2 separate regions of the Hordeum vulgare genome follow, and region 2 is linked to region 1. A link is a contact called in public Hi-C data. All regions are on one chromosome and are shown on one strand. The core of a region is the stretch at or near the end of the contact, and the rest is flanking DNA. Distances in the headings are between cores, read along the strand shown. Region 1 holds the start of LOC123402407 (clustered mitochondria protein). Region 2 holds the start of LOC123402720.

Region 1 (3,618 bases), core at 1,039-3,538:
CTAAGTAAAATTGCAGTTGGCGCCTCAACTAGCAGAGAGTATTATCAGTAAACATACGGCATCAAAGAAGGAAAAATCTCCACATGGTATTAGTACCTGAATTTTTTGCCTGTGCGGACTCCTGCTGCAAAGCTAGGGATGTCGATAGTGAGACATGAAGACTAGAAAGAGAGAGCAATTCCCGGACACGGCGGAGATGCGACCTAATAGACCTCTCATCATATGTTGCTGAAAGAAACATTATTTTCAGCCCCATCGTATCAAATAGTTAAACCAACAACAAAAATGGATAATTTGCATAACTGCATGTATACATACCAGCAACCATCTCCAACGAACAGCCACCAGCAGTTATATCTGCAATCTCAGAAATTTCATTGTAGTCCTCTAACTGGTGTGTTGAGCCATCTTTAGTATGCAATATCAAATCATAGCATGTGTAGAAGCAAGTTTCAGGAGCGTCCAAGAGGAATTGTTTGACATCAATGACAGAATCTCCAGGGCTTAGCTGCATATGCAATAGCACTATATGAATTAAAAAAAAATCCTAGTCCATGTTTCCAATACTCTATGGCGGTTTCAACAGCTTGGCCTCAAAACAAGCCACTTCGGAAATTAAAATATTAAATATAGGTATGAAAATGAAAATATTATATTACGAACATACATCAAACTAGTAGAGTAGTAGTAACATTTTCATATGAACAGTCACCAATCAAAATAGTTTTGCGCATATAAGCAGTCAGAGTAAAGAAATTTGTCCACCTAAATTCTAAAATATAAATCCCATTTGTTCTGGTAAGAGGCTGTAAAATCCAAAGAGGTAAAGAGAATACGATTTTTTACACTAACCTGCAGCTCCAGCTTTTCACCTGATTGCGTCTTAACAGAGACAGGGTATAGATGAAGCTCTCCTGCTTGACACAAAATGTTTCTTTGTTAAAAGAGTCGAACATCCAGAAGAAAGAATAACAATTAAGAGAATGCTGAAGCGCATATAGTCTTCAAGGTGCATGAAATGAAAACTTCACATGCTGATGACAGGCTAACTAGAATGAACTTGCAAACAATGCTACTGGCCAAGTGCAACTGAAGACATATAATCATAGCCAACTGTTAGTTCCAGGGACAGGTTTCTGCCAAATGTAATGCCTATCCAGTATCACTAGTTTTACAATCGTCAGCCATCACTAAATTAAGCACAGTTAAATACAGCAGCATGCAGCATGTTATTCATTCAGCCTGGGAAATCACACGCACAAAATCTAGCCTTGATCTAGATTACTTCATCACTAAAAAAACATGTGTCAGTTGGATACTTGTAACTGCCTAATGTTCTTATCTGCAACCATTAATGTCCAAAAACAAAAGGACACGACTTTATGAACCTATACATGAGAAAATACCGCATTTCCAAGTCTTCATATAGAATAAATACACTATATCGATGTGACATAAACAGGTGGTTGTCCTCACCTTCAGCTGGCTTCTCTGCAGCTTGTGCGGCCTCGGCCGCACCCCCCTCCTCCTTCTCCACGTCCGCCGCAGCGACTGCCTCGCCAGCAGAGGCGACCTCGGCAGCAGGGGCATCGGTCACTTCCCCGTTCTCGGGCTTGGCCTCCTCCACCACATCAGTGACCGGCACCGCCGGCTCCACCGAGACGGCATCCTGGCTGGCGGCCTGTGCCTTGGCCTTGTTCCTCGCACCCTTGGACTTGCCCGCCATATTCCTGCAACAAGCCAAAAAGCAGCGCCGCCGCCAAATCTCAATCAGTCAGTCAAAAACCCCGCCGCAGCCGGCAACGCGGACAAAACACGGCAATTCTCCCGGCTAAACCCCGTCCATCCATCCAGACCAGGGCGCCACGCGGGCGCGCCGATCTGGGGCGGAATCAAAACCCTAAACCCTCGCGCGCCGACGAGGCGGCCGCCCGCACGCACGCACGCGCGCGCGGATGGGACGCGTACCTGCCGCCCGCGGAGGCGCCGCGGAAGCCTCGGCACCACCAGGGGAAGGGAGGGGAGGGGGAGAGGAGAGGCGGCGCGAGGCGGAGGGCGAGACGGGGACGATTGGCTTGTGGAGGCGAGGGGCTGTTTGGGTAAAATAAAAGAGGGGGTGGGGTGGGGTGGGGTGGGAGTGGGGAGGCGGATGCCGTCGCCGGCCGCTCCTTTTTATACGGGCGAGCGGCCCCTCCTGATCCCCCGCGGGCGCTGCGCTCTGCTGCTGGCCTCTGGCCTCTGGGTGAGGCGGCTCCTTGAGTTTTTCTTACTCCTCGCGCACGCACGCACGGCCCGGAGGTGATATTTCGGCGTCTGGTGTGCGGGGTAGTTTGGGCATGGCCTGCGTCGGGGGCGGCTCCGGCGTGGGATCTCGGGGGTGGTTAGGGTTTTGCCAAGGGTTTAGGCGGCCCTAAGCCACATAATTACAGTGTCGTGATTTGCTAATTACCAATGGACAACCAGAGTACTACCATAATCGGCAATCAATTGACCAAATCAATGCACACAATTGATTCTAATGGCCAAAATTTAGGGGTCTTGTTTCCAAGGTTGTGAAAAGTTGCACATGGAGAGGCACAATTTTACGTGCGGAGGATATCTAGCATTTCTTTTCCATTCATTTCGGACGAAGAGCTTTGGCACCAGCTGAGCCGTAGGCCCTACAATAGATTATGGTAATTTGGATTATGAAGATAGATTATATAAACAGGTTTATAAAATAATTTAGGTGAACATGTTTGGGACGAGATTATATAAACTGTAATTCAGGTTTTACATTGCATAATGACATGTATGTCGTATGCATGCTAAGGAGAAAAAAGGAGGAGGATGGCGTGGCAGAAATTAATAATTACCTTCAACTTTACAAGGATAGTGGGTCATTAGTAATCAATAATCTGATTTTATCTCGGATGGAGTAGATTAATAAATTTTCATGTAGTTTTTATAATCTGCTCCTACAACATAATTTGTCATATTTGAAAACAGTATAGATTATAGAAATTGGATTATCGTAATCTGAATGGTTCCAAACATGACCTTAGTGAGTTATAGATGAAGTAATCGGTCTAGTTCAGCGGTGCTGAAGGGTATTTGTTGGGTCCCAACAATCATATGATACACTTACTTGAGTTGAGTCTACATTAAGTTATCGTGGCGTCATATTATTACTTATGGTGACTTCAATAACGCCGACTCGTGGTGAAATTATTTCGGCGGTTAGTAAATGCTTGTTGTTCATTCTCGTTATCAGAAAACTCTTCTAAAGCCAGCTCACTTCCGTTGGGTCTACATTAAGTTATCGTGGCATTATACTATTACTTATGGTGGCTCCCATGACGACGACTCGTGGTGAAATTATTTCGGCGGTTAGTAAATGATTGTTGTTCGTACTCGCTATTAGAAAACTCTTCTAAAGCCAGCTCACACCCGACCAGGAATCAGTAAGTAACATGGTCTAAACCTTGTTCTATTTTGGTGAAAGTTAATGCATATGCATCTTATCATCATGGTCGTTATTCGAGACTCGTTAATGCAGATGCAACAATGAAGGCTCTAGCCATGCGACACGACCTATCATCATGCTCGGTAAAGGAAAAAGGCAGGCCCGTTATTCGA
Region 2 (4,196 bases), core at 1,225-3,724, 620 kb after region 1:
GGGTCCCGTACTGTGGAGCTTAGATCGATGGGTTGCAGGAAAGAGGGGGGGGGCAATGTTTACCCAGGTTCGGGCCCTCTTGAGGAGGTAAAACCCTACTTCCTGTTTGATTATAGTGATGGGCAATGATGGTTATAGAGTTGATCTACCTCGAGATCGCACGAGCTAAACCCTAAATGAGATAACCTGGACGCTTAAGAGCCCATGGTTTATATAGACACCAGGGCCCCTAGGGTTACATGTTACCGACATAGATCGGGGGTAGGTGGGACGAACTGGTCCTCCTGCCATGGAGTGCACGCCTAGACTTTGGAGTTTTCCATCTTGATTACGTAGTAGTCAGATAATTCGGTCTTGAATGACGCAACCCACATGATTGGCCCATAAGGGACAACCCGACTGCCCGAGGACCCCTTATTCTGGAACTCTCTCACCTCCCTCTGTTCGTACCCCTGGTCTATTGTCAGGTTCATCCCCTCAACAATCACCAACAAGGATTCAAGGGAGGAGAAGCGCCGACATGACAAGGAGGAGCAAATTGGGGCCTTCATGGACATACAAAATAAAAAGCTCGCCTCGAAGGCGAAGAAGCAAGTGAACATGCCAGAGATCAAGGCTACCAAAGCAGCCACCAGAGAAAGAGAAGTTCAGCTCGCTTGCATGACGAAGGGGGTCGAGATCATGAAGGTGGACTTGAGCATGGTCTATCTGAGTAAGCGGTCTTGGTTCAAGAAGATGTAGGACGACATGCTCAACCTCGATGACGAGTGATCCATGGCATGGTGTGCGGACACGACCACAACCAAGATGGTGTGGGCGAACTATAGTCTCATTTTGTGTGCTGGCATGTGTGCCGGCCGATCGCAAGTGCGCCCAACATGAAAACTGCATACTTTTTTAGAGGCTAACATATGTATGCGGGCCGCTGACATATCGCTGACGTGAACTCTTGATGCTAGCATGATAGAGCAACTCCAACGGAGCGACCCATTTCGTCTGCCGCCGTCCGTTTGGGTCAGCGTGGAAATAAAAGATGGCCCAACGAGCCGATCCAAACGGACGCGCGTTCGCTTTTCGTCCACCTGCCGACCCATTTCAGGCCCCGTTTTGATCCTGATTTGGGTCGGCACGGACTCAAAGCGGACGCGGACGACGCGTGCTTCCACCGTTCCCTAGCCCGCCAGTCGGTGGCACATTGGTCGTTTTCCACCCCCATCTAGCCCTCCCATCGGCTCGCCCCCAGTCCTCTCGCTGTCGCCGCCATCGCCCAGTTCCGGTTGCGTCCTCCCGTACCGCAGGGCCTACCCCACTTCGCCGGCCGCAGCGTCGCCGGGGCACCGCAGCTTCCCGTACCCCAACCCGCCGTCGCTGGTCAGCTTCGTCGTCCACGCCCGCAAGCTGTTCGACAGTTTGCCTCAAGGTACAAAATGGACTACGCCGACGAGTTCTTTTTTCCATAATGTTTCGTGCGACTCCGACGATTCCTCATCCGACGATGAGGAGATGCTGCTTGCCGTGTTGGTCCATGACCACATTAATCGGCAGCGTTCGCTGTTCTGGGGCTCGACTCCATGACATGTTCCGGCGTTGAATCGAACCAAGAGAGCATACAGAACGTCTACACGATCAAGGGTTTGAGTTTCAGGGTGATAATGTGGTGCCTCGGCATGACGGAGAAGCGGTATCGTTTGCACAGTTCATCCAATTTCATCATTAAATTCGTGATTTGGAAACTCATATTCAGTTGCAAGATGATTTGGTTGAGCATATATGGGATTATGTTGGCAATCAGTAGGTGTATTTTATAGATAATTTAATTTTTATCGACCTTGTAAAACTTTGCTATATTTTATTTTCGATTGTGAAACTATGCTCTATCATTTGTTGTTGCAAAATATGCAAAATATCAGTATTTGTTTAAAAACAGACGGCTGGCCAGCCAGACGGACAAATATGGGTCGGCGCGTTGGGCGCGCTGCCGACCCAAATCATACCTGAACGGGCACGGAGCCGGCGGATGACCCAAACAGACGAAATCGTCGTCTGTCTGGGTCGGCCAGTTGGAGTTGCTCGTAGCTGGCATGATCTATGACCGTGAGCCTTTTTAACGTAAAAAAGTGTTGTGCGTGGATGAAAAATAGGTCGCTCCGTTGGACGCACGGTCGACCATTTTCTAGAAAGGACACACCGACCCAAACGGAAAAATGACGGACAAAGCACGCGTCCGTTTGAATCGTACGGTTGAACTTTCTTCAAGTAAATAAGTAAAATATTCATGCTAAAAAAAAGACAGGGGAAAAGCGCATGCATTTGAGCAATCGCCGGGCTGGAAAGCCACCAGACGACACAAGTGGACGCGCGCAAGAAACAGGAGCCCCTTTTCCGTTGCGTGCGCGACCGCACCGCAGCCACCATACCAGGAGGAGAATCTCTATCCAGTCCGGTTCCGTGCGCACCCGGTTTGCCGTTCCGGCCCGGACTCTCCCTCTCCCGTCCCGCTTCCTTCACGCAACATTTCTCTCTCGCCCCACCCGCTAGACTGTTCCACCAGTTACCACCACTACTGTGCGCGTGTATCGTCCTCGACAGACGCAGCCAGCGCGGGTTCCACAATCCGATCCCCCTCACAACCGCATTTTTTTTAGCGGCAGCGGAATTTAACTCTCGCCTCTCCCGCCGCCGCGCAGCCCAATGGACCTTCCCGTGGTGGATCTCGCGCCCTTCCTGCAGGCCGCCGCCGGCGACGCGGCCGCGGCGCCGGCCGAGGCGCTGCGCGCGCTCTGCGCCACGGTGAGCGCCAGCCTGCGGGACACGGGGGCGCTGCTGGTGAAGGACCCCCGCTGCACGGCCGCCGACAACGACCGCTTCCTCGACGTCGTCGAGCGCTACTTCGCCCGATCCGACGACTCCAAGCGCCTCCAGGAGCGCCCCCACCTCCACTACCAGGTAGCAAATGATTCCGTTTCATGGAAGCGGGTAGCCTCCTCGTCCCCCCCGCTTCCCCGGCGAATTCTGGTGTCCGATTGGGCGGGGACGGGGCCTAGGGTTCGGGCGAAATTGTTAAGTTGGACATTCAAGGATCAGCAGCAGTGCTTGTTCCCGGTTCAAGTTCTCTGATATGATCAGCTGCATTATAAAATCACCATCAAAATTGAGGCACATAAGATTGATACATCCAACAGTTATGCTGAATGCGTGGTGCCTTAAGTTAACCCCATTTGCGGTGATGGATTTTGATCCTGTTTATATGATAAGGTTGGCGTGACGCCTGAAGGCGTGGAGGTACCTCGCAGCCTCGTCGACAAGGAGATGCAAGACAGGATCAAGAGTATGCCAGAAGAGTTTCAACCAGCCACCCCTAAGGGACCAGACCCGAAATGGCGATACATGTGGAGAGTGGGCCCTCGCCCCTCGAATACCCGCTTTAAGGTTGTCATTTCTGCATCATCGATCCCTTCACTGTGATGGTGAAGCCTGAATTTATTCCGCGCTTCGCGCCTAGCTATTATTTGCGCGTCATATGCTGAATTGTGAGTAATTTTTGTGTAGGAGCTGAATGCAGAACCTGTTATTCCTGATGGGTTACCTGAGTGGAAAGAGACAATGGATTCTTGGGGTGCAAAAATGATTTCTGCCATTGAGGTACATATCCAGTGCACACTTTTTCTAAACTGATGTTTTCTGCAGTTTATGAATGGCAAATCTGTATTGTTCGATATTCAGAAGTTGGTTGGACACACTTCTCTTGTAGGTTGTTGCTGAGATGGCGGCGATTGGATTTGGCTTGTCAAAGGATGCATTTACCTCTTTGATGAAGGAGGTAATGTTGTAATTCTCGGCACGCTCTGTTGTTCTGTTATTCTTAAATTTTTCTGAAATGAATCTTCTTAGAACAGTACCAAGTCCCAGCTATTAGAAAATTTGAATGCCTTAGTGGGTTTAAAGGAGTGGTATGAGGTCTTTTGATTTTTTCCATCGTTCAATTCAACATTTTGAGTACTAGAAGTATTGCTCATGTTCCTCAAAAAAGAAGTATTGCTAATGTCGAAGTTCTTTGATCGCCCTATTGACACTACTCAACTATTGTTGTGTTTCAATAGGGACCACACCTCCTAGCACCAACTGGAAGTAATCTGCTGCGTCACGGTTCTGAGGGCACAGTGTTTGCTGGGTTCCATTATGATCTTAATTTCTTG

Evidence for each region. A called contact is a pair of places that touch in the nucleus more often than the background predicts.
Region 2: a contact with region 1 is called in a Hi-C map of leaf, with 6 times the contacts expected there. The contact joins the promoter of LOC123402720 here to the promoter of LOC123402407 in region 1. A contact is called at or near these places in 3 of 6 Hi-C or Micro-C datasets (leaf and seedling).

What each region holds. Positions count from the first base shown.
Region 1 is chr6H:476,385,465-476,389,082 of MorexV3_pseudomolecules_assembly, forward strand. It overlaps LOC123402407 (clustered mitochondria protein), which reads right to left and starts at 2,289. Exons shown (of 29, transcript XM_045096331.1): 1 at 1,969-2,289; 2 at 1,477-1,730; 3 at 853-914; 4 at 319-508; 5 at 97-228. The coding sequence starts at 1,726.
Region 2 is chr6H:477,001,461-477,005,656 of MorexV3_pseudomolecules_assembly, forward strand. LOC123402720 reads left to right here and starts at 2,475. Exons shown (of 7, transcript XM_045096673.1): 1 at 2,475-2,946; 2 at 3,256-3,429; 3 at 3,550-3,642; 4 at 3,752-3,820; 5 at 4,101-4,196. The coding sequence starts at 2,692.